4 separate regions of the Mus musculus genome follow, and regions 1, 2 and 4 are each linked to region 3. Evidence: chromatin contacts called from public Hi-C and promoter capture Hi-C data. All regions are on one chromosome and are shown on one strand. The core of a region is the stretch at or near the end of the contact, and the rest is flanking DNA. Distances in the headings are between cores, read along the strand shown.

Region 1 (4,506 bases), core at 827-3,326, 1.0 Mb after region 3:
TTTTTTCTCGAATTCTGTTGACAATGCTAAGTAAGCAGCTCTTGCATTGTTCTATATGAGCAGTAAAGGGTGGGAGGCAAGCCTTTACACTTGCTGTAGACAGCCGGAGCAAGTGGGAAATGGTAGTCCTGAAGACAGACCGCAAATGGTAACTTCTAGAGGAAAAGTAAAACAATAACAAAGTCCTTCGATTGTTTTTTAAAAGGCTGGTATATAAATATTAGCAAAATCTGAAGTCCTGGTGCAGCAAGGGTCAAAATAAACATCGTCTTCCTTACAGTTTGGTGATTTTCAAAATCATACAAGTCTTCTATACCATGACAGAATAGGGGAAAAGAAACTAAGTCATATTTCTTGAATATAGGCCTAAAAGATGAGACAGGTATCAGTTACATATTGTAGAGTTTTATGTAAAAATTCAGAAAATATCATGATTAGGAAGTTTCACATACTTTCAGTGTAATATGAAGAGTAAAATATTCTACAGATAAACATTTCTTTAAAAAGAACTAGTTAGCCGGGCGTGGTGGTGCATGCCTTTAATCCCAGCACTTGGGAGGCAGAGGCAGGGGGATTTCTGAGTTCGAGGCCAGCCTGGTCTAAAGAGTGAGTTCCAGGACAGCCAGGGCTATACAGAGAAACCCTGTCTGGAAAAACAACAACAAAAAAAAAAAAAAAAAAAAAACAAAAACAAAAAGAACTAGTTTTACCTTTTATCCATCATATGTAACACAGTCATGTTTTATATATTTTCTGTAGCACTGAATTCTGTTGCCTCATCTCAGTTATTTGGAGAATGGTTAGGTACTTCATAGGGTAGACAACAAGCATGGTTTTCTGAGACAAACTTACTTGTTCGGATAAAAGAAACATTGTTGTTGTTTCAAGAAAAAGAACTTGTTACAATTTTCTACATAGCAACGTAGTTGTCTCTCCCGATTTTTTAAATGACTCATCGCTGTTGCAAGAAACTCTTGTGTAAAAAGGTTTCCAAGGGGAAAAAAAATTGATTTTAGCTAGAGTATTCATTTCGGCAACTTTTCTGGATAAATTGTATTCTCTAAAAATTCTAACACAACTTTCTCTTTGGAATATTCAAAAACATTTCGTAGCTAAGATTGGAAAAAGGCTTAAGCACACAGAATTTTCACTTAACCTCTTTTTCTTTTTCGTTTTTTAATCTTCATATAGGGATTTTCTAAGGTTATCTTAAAATTTGTCTGGGAATGGTGCTAGACGACTATAATCCCAGCATTGGACAGAGGGGCTCTGAGGCCGGAGAATAGCTGTGTGCTTCAGACTAGCCAGGATTACTTATCGAGACACTTTTTAAAACAACCATCAAATTATGCAACAACAACAAAAAACAAAAACAAAAAAACAAAAAAACGACAACCACAATTCGTGCTGGAGTTCGGCAAACTTTAACTCACAGCCACGTTTTTACCCCCAAGCACGCAGGCTCAAATTCATCTTGGAAGAATTCAAGGTAAAGTTTGCTCCATCGTGAATGCTTCATGGTCGAATCCATGACGATTCGAGATCAGGGAGTCGATGGTAGAGGTGTAGAAGGGTTAAGAGGTTACAAATCTTGTTACCCTGTTTCAACCTTGAATAAACCGAATTGCTGAAGGGTGGAGATCTGGAAAGCATTCCGAACATGCTTTCTAGACATTCTGAGTCGCGATTTCTACATCACCCAAGTCACTTAATTTTGGAAAGCAACATTAGCCTGGCTGATTTCGATAGTTTTTTATTTACACCCGGCATTGAGCAGACACTGCAGCCTACTGGACAAAGCTGGACGCCCTACGGGGTGGCCACAGGGCAGACTGATTTAACCACAGCTCTACAGGGAGCCTCACTGTCCGATCTATCCGCGGCCTTTCCCAGGACCGCGGACGGCGACCGCGGGTCCCAGCTCTCCGGTGCTGCTCCCGGCCCGCCGCTGGACGAAAGGAAAGAAACAGCCGCGGACCGGCCCCCGGCTGCGCATGCGCGGCGACGCCAACTCCGCTTCCTGAATTCTGGAGGAAGTGGCGTCGCGTTACTTCCGGCCTCCCTCTAGCTGCCATCTTGCGTCCCCGCGTGTGTGCGCCTTCTCTCAGCTGGTCTGCCCGAGACCCCCTGAGCGTGAACCTTAGTTCCCCGCGCGGCGCCATTTCCACTCCGACAAGGTACAGAAAAAAGGCCGTGGACGCCGGCGTGGGAGGAGACCGGGAGTTGGGGGTGGGGCGGGCGTTTCCCGGCAGGAGCGAGGCAGGGAGGGGACGGACGGAGCTGAGGAAAGCGATGCGACGGACGGGCGCTCCCACCCAGGCGGACTCTCGGGGGCGAGGGCGAGCCAGGGGCGGCTGGCCCGGGGCCGAAGCGACGCCCTCTCTCCCTCTCGGCGGAAGCCGAGGACGGGAGTCTCAGGTACCGCGAGGCCTGCGGAGAGTGGCCGGGCCGGGCAGGCCGTGGCGAGGCCTCGGCCCAGGCCGGGCAGGGCGGCGGGGAGCGGGGGATGCTCGGTCGCCGTGGGGCTGAGCCCGAGGCCGGGCCGGGCCGGGCGGGGGAGGGGCGAGGGGCCCTGTGCGCCCCGGCGAGCCTGGAGGGGTGAATTGGGGATCCAGGCCTCAGCCCGAGGGGGACGACGTTCTCCTGCGAGTGTAGCGGGAAATAACGAGCGTGGAATGCTGGAGGGGGGGCCCGGCCGTTCTTGTTCTTGGCTGAGGATTTTTTTTTTTCCTCTCTCTTTGTAGATGAAAGAAACAATCATGAACCAGGAGAAACTCGCCAAACTGCAGGCACAAGTGCGCATTGGTGGGAAAGTAAGTTTCTTTTTTTTTTTTCCTCCTTTCTTTTTCTCTCCTCTCTCTCTTCCAAAGTTCCGTTTGCATTTCTCACGTTGTTGGGTTTTTTGTTTTTTGTTTTTTTTGTTGTTGTTGTTGTTGTTTTTGGTTTGGTTGGTTGGTTTTTTGGGTTTTTTTTGTCACTTTGCTTGGCAGGGGACATTTCGCAAAGCTAGCAAATCCAAGGGAAATGAGACCAATACTAAGAGACAAGGAGGAGATAGATAGATAGATAGATAGTAGGGGTGAGGTCGGTCATCGAGTAGAGAAGAAAATAGCACTTAAAAACGGTGCCTTGCTTGCAAGAGGTTCAGGATTATGGCGCATATAAACAAATGTTACTGGATTTTATGAATGGGGGGGAAAGTATGTTCTCTGCCAAATCTTTGTGTACCGTGTACCCTTGACTTGTACAATGTTGGGGGTGGTTATTTTGTTACCTTTGAGTTGTCCTGAGATCCAACACATGTTTTGGTACATGCTAGAGGACCTCTCAACTCCCAAACTGCATTCCCACCCCATTTTTTTTAAAAGTAAGTTAACTGAAAGTATTGGCTTTTCCTGTTCTACTTAATGATTAGGTAATTTTATTATTATTATTATTATTATGAAGATCTTCTGCTCTTCTGCATTGCTTTCTGAACTAAATGCTCAACAGACTAATTGTCTTTTTTAGGGTATTTGAGGATACCTTCCTATTTAAATTCGTGAACAGTGTTAGGTTGGGAAATCCTACCTTAGCACATGTCTTTTGTTCCTCAACCTTTGTAATTATGCTACAGTGAGAGAATGCAAATGTGTTGGCAGGTTGGTTTCTCCAAGTGGATTCTGCTCTGAAAGAATTGAACTTGGTGTTGGTGCTGGGTCCACTCCAGATGAAGAGCTCCTTAGTTTCAAGTATCGAGTTAGCACATTCCTGGTGTTTAACAGGTTGAAGCATGGAGTCTCCGAGAAACCTGTGGAGCTTCCATAGTACAAGTTTATTACCTATTAAATTGTTCTAACTTTAACTTTTACTGAAGGTAAATCTTCAGTAGTCTTCTGAGAGATAAGGAAATGTGGAACGTAACATAACATAAGTTAGGAGAGTTGGCACCAGCAGTAAGCATCCTGTTTGCCTTTGCTGGCAATTGTAGTCTTCAGTTTGCACTCAGGACATTAACCTTAGATGCTTCTCGACCTTTTAATTTTAAGGCAGAAGCCTTCAGGTGCTAGGAAAAAGCTGGGCTTGTTTTCTTTCTTTTTAGTTTCTGGAGTGATGTGCTTGTGTGCAAGGTTGTTCCTCTTTAATTACTGGGTTTTATGTTTTAGCATCATCAATACATGGAAAATGAAAGCCTTCCAAGTCAGTCTCATAGGGATACTTTGTATCTAGTCTTTGTTAAGCTAAGACAATGTTTCCAGTTATAATATGGGAACATTTTTTCTGTACCTTTTAAGAAACTTTACTTATAGAATGAGTGAATGTAGCCTTAGAGAAAAGTAGTGTAAGATTCACATGCTGTTAGGTGAATATTATTCAAGACCCTTTTCAGTGTCTAATGGAAAAACTGACAATCTTTTAAGTTCTACATTTGTGAAATGTGTGAGATCTATAAGTGGTAGTCTGTATTTTATAATCTAAAATTTTCCTGGTTCTTATTGTTGTAAAAGTTTGTTTATAGTCTACATA
Region 2 (4,724 bases), core at 840-3,339, 1.1 Mb after region 3:
GGATATGTGACAGTCCCAAATACACAGTCACTTGAAAAAGGAAGAACTGAAGATCCAGTGAATTTTTGTTTTGACAGCATATTGCCCCTTTGGACACCTTGAAAGGGAACTGAGTGTGTGATGATCAGAACTGCCTGGAATTAGGAGAGAAACGAATCAGTAATGTATGACCACTGCAGCACTTTAAAACCATTTCAAAAGACTGATCCTGTTGAGTATGGTGGAGCACTAGAGAGCAGGAGAAATAGTCCTCCCCAGAAAGGAGCCCAGCAACTGGTCATGCAATACTAAGTAGTCATGCCCTGAAAACATACACACAAGAAACATTACACAAGCCAGGTGTGAGGGGCACACACCTTTAAGCTCTGCACTTGGAAGGCAGAGGCAGGCACATCTCTGGGAGTTTGAGGTCAGCCTGGTCTACACAGTAAGTTCTAGGACAGTTAGAGCTACTTAATAGAGAGACTTTATCTCAAAAACTTCTTTTTAAAAACCACTGGTCCTTATCACGGCCTTCTGAGTAGAATGGGTGAGTAACATTCATCTCAGTGGAAAAAGAAAGCTCCTGAATCCGGAGAAACATATGTTGCTCTATCAACTCCATCACTGAGGTCAGTAAGTAAGCAGCAATACAAGAATACAAAACTTCCAGGAGAGACATGAAGACACTACAGTCACACAAAGTATCACATAACAAAGTTGCTACATTTTGTCAGAAGGCCACAGGAACAGAAAGTTAGTTTATAGCACTCAATGGGAACTGTTTCTAAGGAAAGAACAATTTCTTCTAGGCACGTGTGGGTTGAGCCGCAACTCCACCCCCTCTCCTCCCCAGTTCTCCCAGGGGATGTCCAGTGCTATTCTCTTGAAAACTTCCTTTCAAGCTCCCATTAAAGGGGGAAAAAACTGCCAGATGGAGATCTTTTTTCTTTTGACACGAGGTCTTACTTATTTTGTAGCCTCGACTCTGACTCCGGAGTGCTGGGATTAAAGGTGTGTACCACCTCCCTCACCTGGTTTAAGATCACTCTTAGGAGCCACCGCACACAAAACCTACCTAGTGCCTCATATTTTCTGATCTTAATTTGGACAATTTTTTTTTTTACAGTTTCTTTCCCATATTTTCTAATTGGGTCTGATAATTTATTTTCAACACCAACTAATTCGATGTGCTAGACATGCAAATCACGAGTTTCCCGAGACTCAATCCTTCCTAAAATGGGGTTAAAATAGTCACCTCTTTGCGGACCCCTATAGAACAATAGGTTTCAATAGACGGAATTACCAGTCTTTGACCAGAGAACAGGAAAGGAAAAGGGAACGGTTATCTAGACTGGATTACAGAGATAAGCAAAGACTGTTGATTCGCCAAGACTTGAAGCACAAGGGAGGGAAAAAACGAAATGACAGAGATGGTGAGAAAGAGTTAAGAAAGAAAGGGTGGGTAGGCTCGCCAGCCAGACGCCTGGGAAGGGAGAGTATAATGCAAGCAGGGGGCACAGTCCCCAATGGAAGCTAATCACAGAGGCTTCGGGTTCTTCCTAATTCTTGAAATTGTCCTACAGTGGGGGCAAAGGTGCTATAAAAAACGAAAGGCGTCTCACGGGCGACAGGTGTCCGGGCGGGCGTTCCCGCTCTACGGCCGCGGGGTGACACCCGCTCCCGCTCCGACGCGGCGAGCGGATCCGGGGACAGGGGCCGGTCAGGCGGGTGGTACACGCGCCCTGAGCTCAGCGGGAGAGCGGCTCTGGCCTGGCCTAGCCAGATCGGTCCCGAGCCCCGGGCCTGCTTCGGGCCCAGACGTCACTTCCTATCTTTTATCTCCTCTGGAAAAAGCCCAGAGCGTTCGGTGAAGGCGAGACGACTCCCAGGGATCGCTTCTTGTTTCCCTAGCGCCCCGTAGCCCATCCTCTCGGAGAACCATGGATCGCCTCAGTTCCGGGTCATTGGAGAGCGGCCCGGGGCCCCGCCCAGGGCCCCGCCCACCAGGGCGCTTTCTTGTAGTTCTTTGGGTCGTAAACCTTCTGCGCCTGCGCTGCACGTCATCTTCCCGCGACGCGCCTCTGCGCCTCCGCGTTTCCGGCTCCTGGACTGTCCGCGTGATTTTGAGCGAGTGCTGCAGAGCGGTATGCTGTAGGGAGCTGGCGAAGTCTGGGGAGTCGTCCTGGGGATCGGTGCCTCGGTGGACCCTCGGGGCCCCGCGGAGGTAGGCGATGGCGGCTCCCGGTGGCGGCCCAGGCTCTGCTCAGTCCTCACTGTGATCTCTGACATCCTGGACGTCTGTTCTGGGGCTTCCCCCGGAGATCACTGAACTTATCTGCCTCCGCGATTTAATTTTGACCCAGGCTTTGCTCCTCTGTAGTCGCTCTCCTAGCCACCTCTGTCAGTCCCTGGAGCAATCTCTTCTCCAAGGCCAAGGACAGAATTCTGTTTTAGTGATTTGAGGATGGCTGGGTATTCGTCCCTCTCTGCACCTCCGCTCTGCTTCTTTTGTGCCCATCGTGCCACATTATGCTTAGAGACCCCGCTGAAATGACATTATGTCCAGGTAGAATTAAACATCTCCCTCTTACATGTTCTCAGTACCCTTCAGGGTTTATTTGATCACACCTTGTGTCGTAATGCCTGTTATTCCGTGAATCCCAGTTTCTTAGGTCCTGACTTGGTCCAGTGATTTTCCTAACATTCGTTTTCATAGCATCTCATTGCTTGTTCTGTCTTCCCTTGCACGTCCCCGCCAATGCTGTTCTTCATTTGTGTAACTTAGCAAGCCAGCGCTACTTCTCACTTCTTTCCTCGAAAACCTTTCATTTCTTGAAAAATAGACTTAGGAGGTACTATTCCTGGGACAGATCTATTCCGGTGCCTGTTTTTATCTAGTGAGCCAATAATGGTTTTTGCAGATAAACATACTGTCTTATGTACAGTGATTTGGCTTGAAACTAAATGAAATAGGCCTTGACCTCAAAGAATTGTATTTCCTTTCAACAACAACAAATGCGTTTGTGAGTACTAGTGAAAAAATTTCTTGCCATGTCATTAACTATAGAATATCTTCTGCTTTGTCGGTTGGTTGGCCAGACCTAAAATATTTACCATCTGGCCCTTGATAGTGTTTGAGAACACCTGTTGGAAGGCAGAGAGGGATTTCTGAGGGACAGAATGACTTCCTGTGCTGACCTTAAATAGGAAGTACGTAGTGAAAGGGCATTCCTGGTATGTTAAAGCAAAAGTGAGTGTGAAGTGAATGAACCTTGGTTTGCTCTGCTTCATCAAAATAGCAATTAGAATAAGTTAAACTGATTGCTTTGGTGCTGCTGATGTCGGCTGTGCAGGCTTTTCAGAGTGGACAGAGAGTATCGTCGATATAATCGTCCATCTGATACTCCCGACTGTCTTCAGTTGAATGCTTCTCGTGTTAAGAACTTAGATTCTTCTTCTCCTTCTTTTTTTCTTCTTCTGTCACTTTTAAGTTTCCTCTGTTTAGGTTTTCTTTCCTACAGTTTGAACCTTTCACGTTTAATTTTATGTCTGATGCCAGCACATTATCTCTAATTTCATCTTAAGCCTCTACACTTAAAGATTAACTTTGTTTTCCTTGCTTCTTTTGTCTTTTAGGAAGTCAGGTCAGTCTGTTGTGTTTCTAGTTCTGTATTCTTTCCTTTGACAAGAAAGTGAATGTTCCAGCCCTGCATGCTTTTCTGGTTTCAACTACTGGAAGGCTAAGTCTTATTTACTCTCAAGCATTGCCGCCTGCTCTGGGAGGTTTAAGGACATACATATGCAGCATATATGTGTGTGTGTGTGTGTGTGTGTGTGTGTGTGTGTGTATGTATGTATTATATATATATGTGTGTGTATGTATATATTATATATGTGTGTGTGTGTGTGTGTGTGTGTATGTAAATGTATATATGTATATAGATGGGCCAGTATGGTACCCCAGATCTCTATGCTTCAAGTGTCTCTTCCATGATTTCAATGAGATGGTTTATTGGTCATTAGTCTATAAAGTTCCACACAGCCTTTTGAAAGAAAGTAGAATGAAAATCATCCTTGCATAGGAAAGCTTATAAACAATCTGTGCTTTAAAATTTGTTCTTTTTCCAGGCCTGAGGCAGAGTCACTGAAGTTATTGTGAAATTAGTTCCAGACTCCTGACCCTAGGATAACAGCGCACTTATATGAAACCATGGCCGGCTATAAACCTGTAGCGATTCAAACATATCCTGTACTTGGTGAGAAGATCACCCAAGACACTCTGTACTGGAACAACTATAAGGTAAAGTATGAGAGGAAATGAGGGACGAGGGCATTTGAACAATTCTTACCCATTTATGTCAGTGTCTCCAGCTGTCAAAGTCCATACCACTTAATTATTTTGACCATGCAGCTGCTTAACACAGAACATGTATATAATGGCAAATGAAACTATAAAACTTAAATCTTATATGCAAGAGGATTTTCTTGTCTTTTCTACTCTGAAATTAGCTTCTCTGTACCTCCTAATGATGCTTGCAGTGACTCTTTTAAATATATATTGAAAACCTAGAAGGTAGAAAAAATTTGGGATTAGGAAGTTTGTGGAAAATGATACTTAATCAGACAATAAAAACCTAAGAAGAGACTGAGCGTCAGTCACCAGTTCAAACGGATGTAGCTCAGTTGGTGAGTGCTTGTCTGGTTGCATGAGGCGCTGAGTTCAGTCTCCAGCCTTGCACAAA
Region 3 (4,393 bases), core at 112-2,611:
ATTTAAATAGCTACAAGTACTAGCAACTACCAAGTTGGGATAGCTTCAGAGTATAAACTGCCAAAGTAAAGGTTCTCTCAAGTTGCTCTGTGTAGTTTCCATTCCTTTGTTACAATAGTTGCCCCAGCCATTATAAGCAACCAACTTACTCTCCTGTATCTACTAGTGTGGGTCTTATGAAACTTCAAAGAATTTACTACCAATCACAATTAAATATGCCAAATAGCTCTACAAAGCACTCTTAGTGCCAAATATTGTTCGTATCAATTTGTCAAATGTGTGATATGAAGTGTTCTTGCCAGGTAGTTCAAACACTTTATCTTTAGAAAACTCTTGAGGACAACTGTGGAGTTTTTAAATGGCTGTACACTTACAGGAGTGAGAGCAAGTGAGCATTGCTTCTCTTTTTGTGACTGGTGTTAAGGGAGTCTGATTGAAAACAAGCAGCATTGCAAACATCCAAGTGTGGTTAGTTCATTTTACTTCTGTTATCTGGCACATCTTCAAGGATTACGAGATTGTAAGCACTACAAACTCGGGTTTTGCAAAAACTTCAAAACGTATTTTCACCATTAGGTACCCTAAAAAGGCTTTGAGTGATTATGTGATTCAACTCAAGCCATCAAATCGCTCTGCTTGTTTACCTACTGGTGGAAAAAAAAAAAAAAAAAGAAATGTCAGGCAGAAGTTGTGGCCAAGGTCACCAGGTAAAGTGAGGCTAGTGTTGAAAAATTCTTTCAGGAGATGAAGACCAAGGGTTCGGGTCATCAAGTACAAGGCAGTGAGGGAAAACTTTTGCCTGATGACCCTCCAAAGAAATCTCAGGGGAAGAAAACTGTTCTAGCCCACGGAGTGAACATATTTGGGTTTTTCATGATCACCAAGAAGTCTACTAATTTAATACATTAAACTTGCAAGACATACGCAGAACCTCATGCTACAGCCTTCCCCTACTTTTCAAAAGTTTGGAATGGCGGGTACTAGCCTTAAAGAAGAGGGATTATTTTTCCTTTCTGGGTTACCAATACCCTAAACGGCTTCTCTAGCAACCGGATCCCAGACGCACTTATGCGCTTCCTGGAAGCCCATCACCCCCTTCCTTCAATAAACAGCGTGCTGGGAGGCCTAAATGGAGCTGCAGCTCCAAGGCAGCAGCCACCAACCTGCGAGGCAAAGGCGAGACGCGTCTAGTCGCCGAGCCAGGAGCATCCCACACCGCACCATGGGAGCCGCCATCTTGGAGCGCACCAAGTGGAAGGCGGGCGTGGGGGGACAGGCACAGAGCCCGCCTCCGCCGGAAGTGGTCCTACCACCTCAGAGGTCCCCCCTGCCCGGGTCCCGCAGATGGTGCAGCCCGGCCCGGAACAACATGGCTACAGTGTTTCGGCCCCTGGAACGCCTGCGGGTGCCGCGTCCTTCGCTGCATCCCGGGGTGACGGGCTCAGGCTCCGCCTGCTGCCGCTGCACTCTCGGAGGTACGAGCGGCCGCACGCCTGGAAGGAGGGAGGGTGGAAGAGAAGGGAGCGTGAGCCCACCGCGGCCTCTCTTTTTGGAGGAGGCTCGTGCGCCCTTTCCCTTTTGCTGCACGCGTGAGCAGCCCGGTTTGCTTCCGGACTGTGAACCCCTCTGCTCTGTGCCTGGAAAGCAAAGGGCAGCTAGGGACTGCACTTGCAAAGGTCCAAGTTGCTCTTCGAGAACATACCTCAGTCGTCGGGTGTCCTTTTCTGCAAGGTTTTGGTGCGGAGTTTAAGAGATGGGAACCCAAGCTGTGCTGCTTACATTCTCAAAGACTCGAGGCAGGCGTCCTCATCCCCCAAATTATTCCTTACCGCCTTTCTGAAGGCGTGACTGCTATTGATAATAAAATTATTATAATGTGGGCGCGCACACACACACATAGCATCCAGTGACAGAGGTACCCTTCTTCATTTACAGAATAGGAAGTAGACAAGGTTGTCACTCGCCCAAGGTCACAGGGAGCTGGCAGATGCTGTATTTGAACTAAAGACCCAGATCTGACAGCGTCACAGGACTGCCTTTTCATAAACAACTATTTTTGTTACTACCTTACTGTGTCAGATCTCAGTGCACGGTTCATCTGTTTTTATCTCATGCACAGCCAACGATGCAGAAGGGTACATTCCAGACTTGCTGATCTGTGGTCAGTGATTTCTGATCTAGGGTTACTGAGTCCAGATCTGAAAGGCTATCTTCAGTGCCGAAGTTTCAAAACTGGAAGTCATGATATAGCTTTTCCCAATATTTCATGTTTCTCCCAAAATAAACCAAGCAAAAGTGTGTGTGTGTGTGTGTGTGTGTGTGTGTGTAGGTGTCTGCAGTGTGTGTGTGTGTGTGTGTAGGTGTCTGCATTGCTAGCCCCCAACTAGATAGCAAATGCCCATTTGTTCTTCATAGCTCATCTTGTCAACCAGTCTTCACACTCCATCAATCCCTACCTCTTTCAAATGTAAGACTTGCATTCAATACTTGACTGGAGATGTTTGCTTCTCACCAGGGATATATAGTATTTGTACCTCTCTGGATGGATCCTTTAGAGGCAACCATGCTCTTATTTGCTGCGGGGGAGGGGGAGAGCAATCAAAATGACTTTATTTTCTTTTTCTACTTTTTAGCTAAAAGATACCTACTCACAGATAACATTGTGAAGTTAAAGGAATTTCAACATAAGAAGATAGCTATTGCATATAACCTACCTGGCACCAAAGGTAATATCTGTTTTATTAATTCTTTAATCGTCTGTCATTCATATTTCTCCTTTGTCTCTATTCACTCTTTCAAGACCTATCTCATAGAGAGAAAAAAGACAGAGTGACCATTAGTTTCCTCATCAACCCTTTCTCTCAGACTCTGGTACTTCAAGTCCATGGCTCTTCCTTTAGCCCTGCCCCTAGGAACCCCACGAAAATAGTGATATTAGCCCTGTGGCCAGTCATCTAGATCTCTGCTGCTCAGAATATGATTTGAGGACCATCATCAGCATCAATTGGGAGATCGATAGAGATAGACTTGGAAAGGCAGCAGATTGGAATAGACTACATAGTTCAAGAGTCCAGGCTTTCAAATGTTGATTAAGTATACCGTAGACCTGTGATATACTTGTAGGTCAGTAAGACCATGGTGTGGTAGTACATTTGGATTTTTCACACTTTAGAATCTAGGATTTACTTTGAAAAGCTCACTGTATTTAGGCTACACAGAAGAATCAAAATTAGCAAACTTGGCACCTGTTAAGACTGATTGCCAGATGAGGGTCATTATACTGGTTTTTTTTTTTCCCTCCTACTTTTGAGAGATACTTAAGGAGTTAAAAGTGCTTGCTGCTATTCCAGAGAGCCTGAGTTCGGTTCCTAGCACTCACATTGGGTGACTTAGAACTGCCTATAATGGTCTAGCTTCAACTCCTCCGTTGCCCTCTTCTGGTCTTTGCAGGCATAAATGTGCACAAACCTTTGTGCAGACATGCATGCCTGCATAAAATCAAAATATTTAAAACATGTAAAAAGCACTAAAAACATGAGGACACCAGTTCTTTGGCTTTAGTCCCTGTCATATCTTAGCAATCTTGTGTTCATTCCCTCTGTCCTGCAGGTTGAAGACTTCAAACTCCTTGATAAGCATATCTAAGACTTCCTCTGGCTTTTGTTGATTCGTTTTTAAAAGACCTCATTGGTTACTATTGACCTAAGACAGTTTCACATATGAACATCACACCCTGCCCACTCTTACCATCATCTCCCTACCTCCACTTCTAAACCTTTCTCTCACGTTCCTGCCTATGCAGCTTGCCTTGTGACCCTCTGATACACACCCAACACTCCTTCCTCTTGCCACCGCCAGTTCCCAGCCAGATCCCACTGAGAGACTGACTGACACTTCATGCCTCCATCCCTCCCGTCCTGTTCCTTCTCACTGCTTTTCAGGGTCAAGCCCTAGCAGTCAAGGAGGCAGTCTGTGGGCGTTTTGCTTGCATGTATGTACTATGTGTTTGCAGTGCTAAGGCCAAAAGAGTGCACTGAGTCCTCTGGAGTTCCAGAGAGTGGTTAGCTGCCATGTAGACCCTGACTGTGTGCCCTCTACAACAGTAACAAGTGCTCTCAACAGCTCAGCCATCTCCAGGCCCCAGGCTTGCCTTTTGATCTTGGGTATTTTGGGCCTATCTGAGGTTTGCATAGGAAGTACTCCCTGCTGTTATGTCTAATTGCCATGGTCTTCATGAATCTGTGATAGCTGTGGACCTGTTCCCAGATGCAGTCTAAAAGTCAGCCCCGTCTACGGCACTATCAGACTGGTACTTATACAATCCTGCCACCGTTCTATTATTTTAGGAGCCTACAGTGTCACTCTGTCACGTACCATACTTTGTACAGACTTT
Region 4 (4,092 bases), core at 677-3,176, 1.4 Mb before region 3:
TAATCAACCCAGGATTATAGAAAAAACTCCCAATGACCAATAACAGATTGTGTGTGTGTGTGTGTGTGTGTGTGTGTGTGTGTGTGTGTGTGTGTGACTGTAGGCCAGGCTTTCCTGGAAATTGCAAGGTTCCTGCCTGTGTTTCCAGTGCTGAAGTGCACTGCCATGCCTGGCAGGACAGGGATGTGTAGGGATGGAACAAGAACAGGAAACAGTAGAGGGAGAATCCGATTGCTTAATTACGCTTACTTTACTTTTTCATATGGGTTAAAGTACTTCTTTATGTTACCTAAAACTGGCCAGCTTGGGAGAACTGGCTGCTAGTTCCTTGGAAAGTCAGATTAGTTTCTGTCTAATGCAAAACTTCATTATGCCCCCAATTTTGGTTTGATATGGTGAACCTTGCATGGATCTCTTAAATTTTATTAACAAAAGTATTAAGGGGCTTGGAGATCAGGAGTCCTCTATTTGCACGTATGCCTGCATGACAGGACACTAGATCTTATAAGCCACCATATGGTTGCTGGGAATTAAACTCAGGACCTTTGGAATATGCAGTCAGTGCTCTTATATGTTGAGCCATCTCTCTAGCCCTTGGATCAACTCTTTTTTTTGGTTTTTCAAGACAGGGTTTCTCTGTGTAACCCTGGCTGTCCTGGAACTCACTCTGTAGACCAGGCTGGCCTGGAACTCAGAAATCAGCCTGCCTATGCCTCCCAGTCCACTGCCCAGCCGAAGATCAATTCTTTTTTTTTTTTTCCTTTTTTTTTTTTAAAAGATTTATTTATTGATTATATGTAAGTACACTGTAGCTGTCTTCAGACACTCCAGAAGAGGGAGTCAGATCTCATTACGGATGGTTGTGAGCCACCATGTGGTTGCTGGGATTTGAACTCTGGACCTTCGGAAGAGCAGTCGGGCGCTCTTACCCACTGAGCCATCTCACCAGCCCGAAGATCAATTCTTAAATCCACCAGGGAATTGAGGCCTCAACAAAACCACCCTCTACCCTGCAAACTGGAAACAAAGATATGACTCAAAAGGAAACCATTGCTGGAGCCAGTAATTGACAGCTAGGCTTAAAGTGAAATCATTAATTACATAGCAAACACTGTTACTATGTGTAAAGGCTCTGTATGTTTTTCTTTTTCTTTTTTAAGATTTATTTTTTATTATAACTAGTTACACTGTAACTGTCTTCAGATGCACCAGAAGAGGGCGTCAAATCTCATTCCAGGTGTTTGTGAGCCACCATGTGGTTGCTGGGATTTGAACTCAGGACCTTCCAAAGAGCAGTCAGTGCTTTTATCTGCTGAGCCATCTCACCAGCCCCTGTATGTTTTTCTTAAATCATTAGTTTCAAATTTTTATAAGACCAAAGGCTCATTCTATAGCATTCAGTAGGACTTGGTTTTGATTTCCTGGGCCTGTTTCTTCATAAATCAGCCTTTAAGAACTTGAGGGTGGGACGGGGAGGGGTACCCGATTGGAGGAAGTGGGGCAGAGATCAGGATGTAAAGAGAATAAGTCAATAAATTAGTGGGGGGGGGGGGGAGGAAAAAAACATGCACAAAAAGAAAAACAAAACAAAACAAATGGAGGGGTTTGGTGTCCATAGAGACTCAGGCGACACAGTAACGCAAAGCAAGACAGCTGCAAGGGCAAGCCCTTACACTTCTGCTACATTCCGAACTTAGAAATACCACGTCAGAACCCTGGCCTATCATCTTTGGAAGCAAAAAAAAAATCCACGTTAAAGACAAAATCCAGTAACAAATGGACACTGACTGCAGTCTAGGACAGCACAGCTTCCGGGTACTGTGTGCACGTGGCAGCGGGGAAGGGCAGGGTTCGCGGCCCAACTCAGCTTCCGTAGGACTGGCCCCGCCCACAGCGGAAGTATGGGCGGGACCCGTAGGTCGTGTGCGTCCAGCGACCGGAAGTAGCTGTTGGGCAGCTTTCGGACGCTTTAAATTCCTGCGGGGTGGAGGGCTTAGCTTGGGTGCCCGGGTCTGGTTTCTCACTCGCATGGCTGTGGACGTGAAGTCTCGAGCGAAGCGCTATGAGAAACTGGACTTCCTCGGAGAGGGACAGGTGAGGCCTGGGGCTGAGTTCTCGCGCAGGCAGGCACAGCCTGGCCACCGCCGGCTGCTCGGTCCCCTTGTCACCATCCCTGAATTGCTTCTTCCCTGCTGAAGAAGAGGCCTCCAGACCACGTAGCAGGCCGTGGCCAGTCCCCTCCAGAATCAGGGCTTCTTTGTTCTTAAAAGGGGGAGGTGGGGAAGGGCCAAAAACCAACCAGCAGGTAAAGAAAGACCTCTTACGACTTTGTTACTGTTCCCCTTTCTAGTTTGCGACGGTCTATAAGGCCAGGGACAAGAACACCAACCAAATCGTCGCCATTAAGAAAGTGAGTTGCCTTTTTATGTTGTTTCCTCTCCAGTCTTTGCGTCTTGCTTGCCACGTAGCCCTTGCTGGCACGGACCTCGCTATTTAGAACTTGCTGCGAGCCTTAACCCTTCTGCTTTGTGTTTGGGGGTTTGGGGGGTTTGCAGGTTTGCAGGCGTACTCCACCACGCCAGGCAACTCTTAGAGAGTAAATGCCCGTGCATTAACAGTTGATGGATGGCTGTCTGTGAGATAGTCTTGCTATGGAGTCCAGATTGGTCTCCCAACTCGTGGAAATCCTTCTGCCTCTGCCTCCCGAGTGCCGGGCATTACAGACATGGGCTACCTTCGGCTTCATCTTACTGCTCACAGTCACACTGATTGAAGGAGTTACAAGAACTCTATAGACAGTAGTATTTATTAGTATCCTGTGTTTCAAGATGGAACTCGGGCTGAAACAGTTTTTGTTCAAGTTAAAACGTTTCATCCCCTAAAAGTTGGTTGTTGGCTATGGAGGCAAGGACAGCGTCTCTTCAGTCCTTTTGGATGGCATGGTCTTTCCATGTCAAAGGTTGTTAAAGGTGTGTTATCTATACACGAAGGTTTTCATTGGCATCAGCAATACTGATAATAGTGTAATTTCTAGAAAGATTTAAGTATTCTTAAAACTTAAATTCATTAACAACACCCTGATATAATTTCCTGTGTGCCAAACACTTTTGACTATTTTTTTTTTCTTCCCCCACTTAACCTCCAAATAGTCCGTGAAATAGGTAAAGTGTCTTTGCCTCCCCTTTGAGGTACCTGAGGCTAGTTAGATGACTTGAGGGTCGCACAGCTAGGAATGTGGAGGCATTAGAACAGAGCAGTTGGTTGAGCTTCGTTCCTCTGCTGACATCTATAGCCAGCTCATGGTGACTCTGCGACTCCGAATAGAACTCAGGGCCTGTTGTGGTTGAGCTCTGTATTTCTGTGCTTCTTTGAATCTGTTGTTTCCTTTGTAATCTCACAATTCCTTTGAAGTATGGAGAATTACACTCGCATCTGGCAGCCTCCCCTTTTCATTCATTTAGTATTTGGCTTGCTGTCTTTTCAGTGATTCTGTTACTATCATTGTTTTATTTTAAGACATTATTTTTGTATTAATATTTTCAGGTGGGGGCGCTTGTGTGCCACAGGGCATATGCAGGATCCAGGACAACTGCAGAGAGAGCCTCTCTCTATGCCTTGTAGGTTCCAGGGACTGAGACCTTGCTTGGTAGCAAGTGCCTTGGCTGGGCGTGGTGGCCTATTTCTGTAAGCCCAGCGACTCCAAAGGCTGAAGCAAGAGAATCAAATGGTAGCATTTTCCAGAACTGGGGAGGTAGAGATAGATAGACAAATCCCAGAGGCTGCCTCCATGTAGCATTTCCTACGTGGTAGATGCCCGTGAGAGACACTTTCTCACAGAAACAAGGTGGACAGTGTCTGAGGAAAAACATCTGAGTTGGCCTCTAACCTGCATGTGCACACACACAAACATACATACCTACACCTACATTTGTGCACCCTTAAAGACATATATACATAAAGTTCAGGACCTTCTTGAGCTAAAGAGTAAGTTTCAAGGCTAGCACAGGCAATTTAGTAAGACCCCACCCCGTCTCAAAATAGAAAGTAAAAGGCTGGAGAGATGGCTCAGCTGCTTGTTCTTCCAGAGGATCA

Evidence for each region. Hi-C and Micro-C count contacts between places; a contact is called where the count stands out from the background. Capture Hi-C pulls out chosen DNA fragments and counts their contacts.
Region 1: a contact with region 3 is called in a Hi-C map of regulatory T cells, with 6 times the contacts expected there. The contact joins the promoter of Btf3 here to the promoter of Ptcd2 in region 3. A contact is called at or near these places in 3 of 39 promoter capture datasets (the C10 cell line, erythroid cells and liver) and 3 of 484 Hi-C or Micro-C datasets (B cells, CD4 T cells and regulatory T cells).
Region 2: a contact with region 3 is called in a Hi-C map of CD8 T cells, with 6 times the contacts expected there. The contact joins the promoter of Utp15 here to the promoter of Ptcd2 in region 3. A contact is called at or near these places in 3 of 39 promoter capture datasets (embryonic stem cells, erythroid cells and liver), 6 of 484 Hi-C or Micro-C datasets (CD4 T cells, CD8 T cells, embryonic stem cells and 1 more), 1 of 115 datasets of contacts at active chromatin or transcription factors (thymic regulatory T cells) and 2 of 9 other capture datasets (adipose tissue and liver).
Region 4: a contact with region 3 is called in a promoter capture Hi-C map of liver, with 3 times the contacts expected there. The contact joins the promoter of Cdk7 here to the promoter of Ptcd2 in region 3. A contact is called at or near these places in 3 of 39 promoter capture datasets (cranial neural crest, liver and pre-B cells), 1 of 484 Hi-C or Micro-C datasets (CD4 T cells), 2 of 115 datasets of contacts at active chromatin or transcription factors (astrocytes and cardiomyocytes) and 1 of 9 other capture datasets (liver).

What each region holds. Positions count from the first base shown.
Region 1 is chr13:98,314,537-98,319,042 of GRCm38.p6, reverse strand. It overlaps Btf3 (basic transcription factor 3), which reads left to right and starts at 2,076. Exons shown (of 6, transcript NM_145455.3): 1 at 2,076-2,418; 2 at 2,745-2,813. The coding sequence starts at 2,293. It overlaps Gm9828 (predicted gene 9828), which reads right to left and starts at 1,927. Exons shown (of 4, transcript NR_137279.1): 1 at 1,434-1,927.
Region 2 is chr13:98,260,357-98,265,080 of GRCm38.p6, reverse strand. Utp15 (UTP15 small subunit processome component) reads left to right here and starts at 2,089. Exons shown (of 13, transcript NM_178918.3): 1 at 2,089-2,206; 2 at 4,111-4,282. The coding sequence starts at 4,193. Ankra2 (ankyrin repeat, family A (RFXANK-like), 2) reads right to left here and starts at 2,005. Exons shown (of 8, transcript NM_001271388.1): 1 at 1,605-2,005.
Region 3 is chr13:99,341,646-99,346,038 of GRCm38.p6, reverse strand. It overlaps Ptcd2 (pentatricopeptide repeat domain 2), which reads left to right and starts at 1,361. Exons shown (of 10, transcript NM_026873.2): 1 at 1,361-1,475; 2 at 2,634-2,726. The coding sequence starts at 1,370. It overlaps Mrps27 (mitochondrial ribosomal protein S27), which reads right to left and starts at 1,253. Exons shown (of 11, transcript NM_173757.3): 1 at 1,164-1,253. The coding sequence starts at 1,236.
Region 4 is chr13:100,728,776-100,732,867 of GRCm38.p6, reverse strand. It overlaps Cdk7 (cyclin-dependent kinase 7), which reads left to right and starts at 1,926. Exons shown (of 12, transcript NM_009874.3): 1 at 1,926-2,094; 2 at 2,351-2,410. The coding sequence starts at 2,029.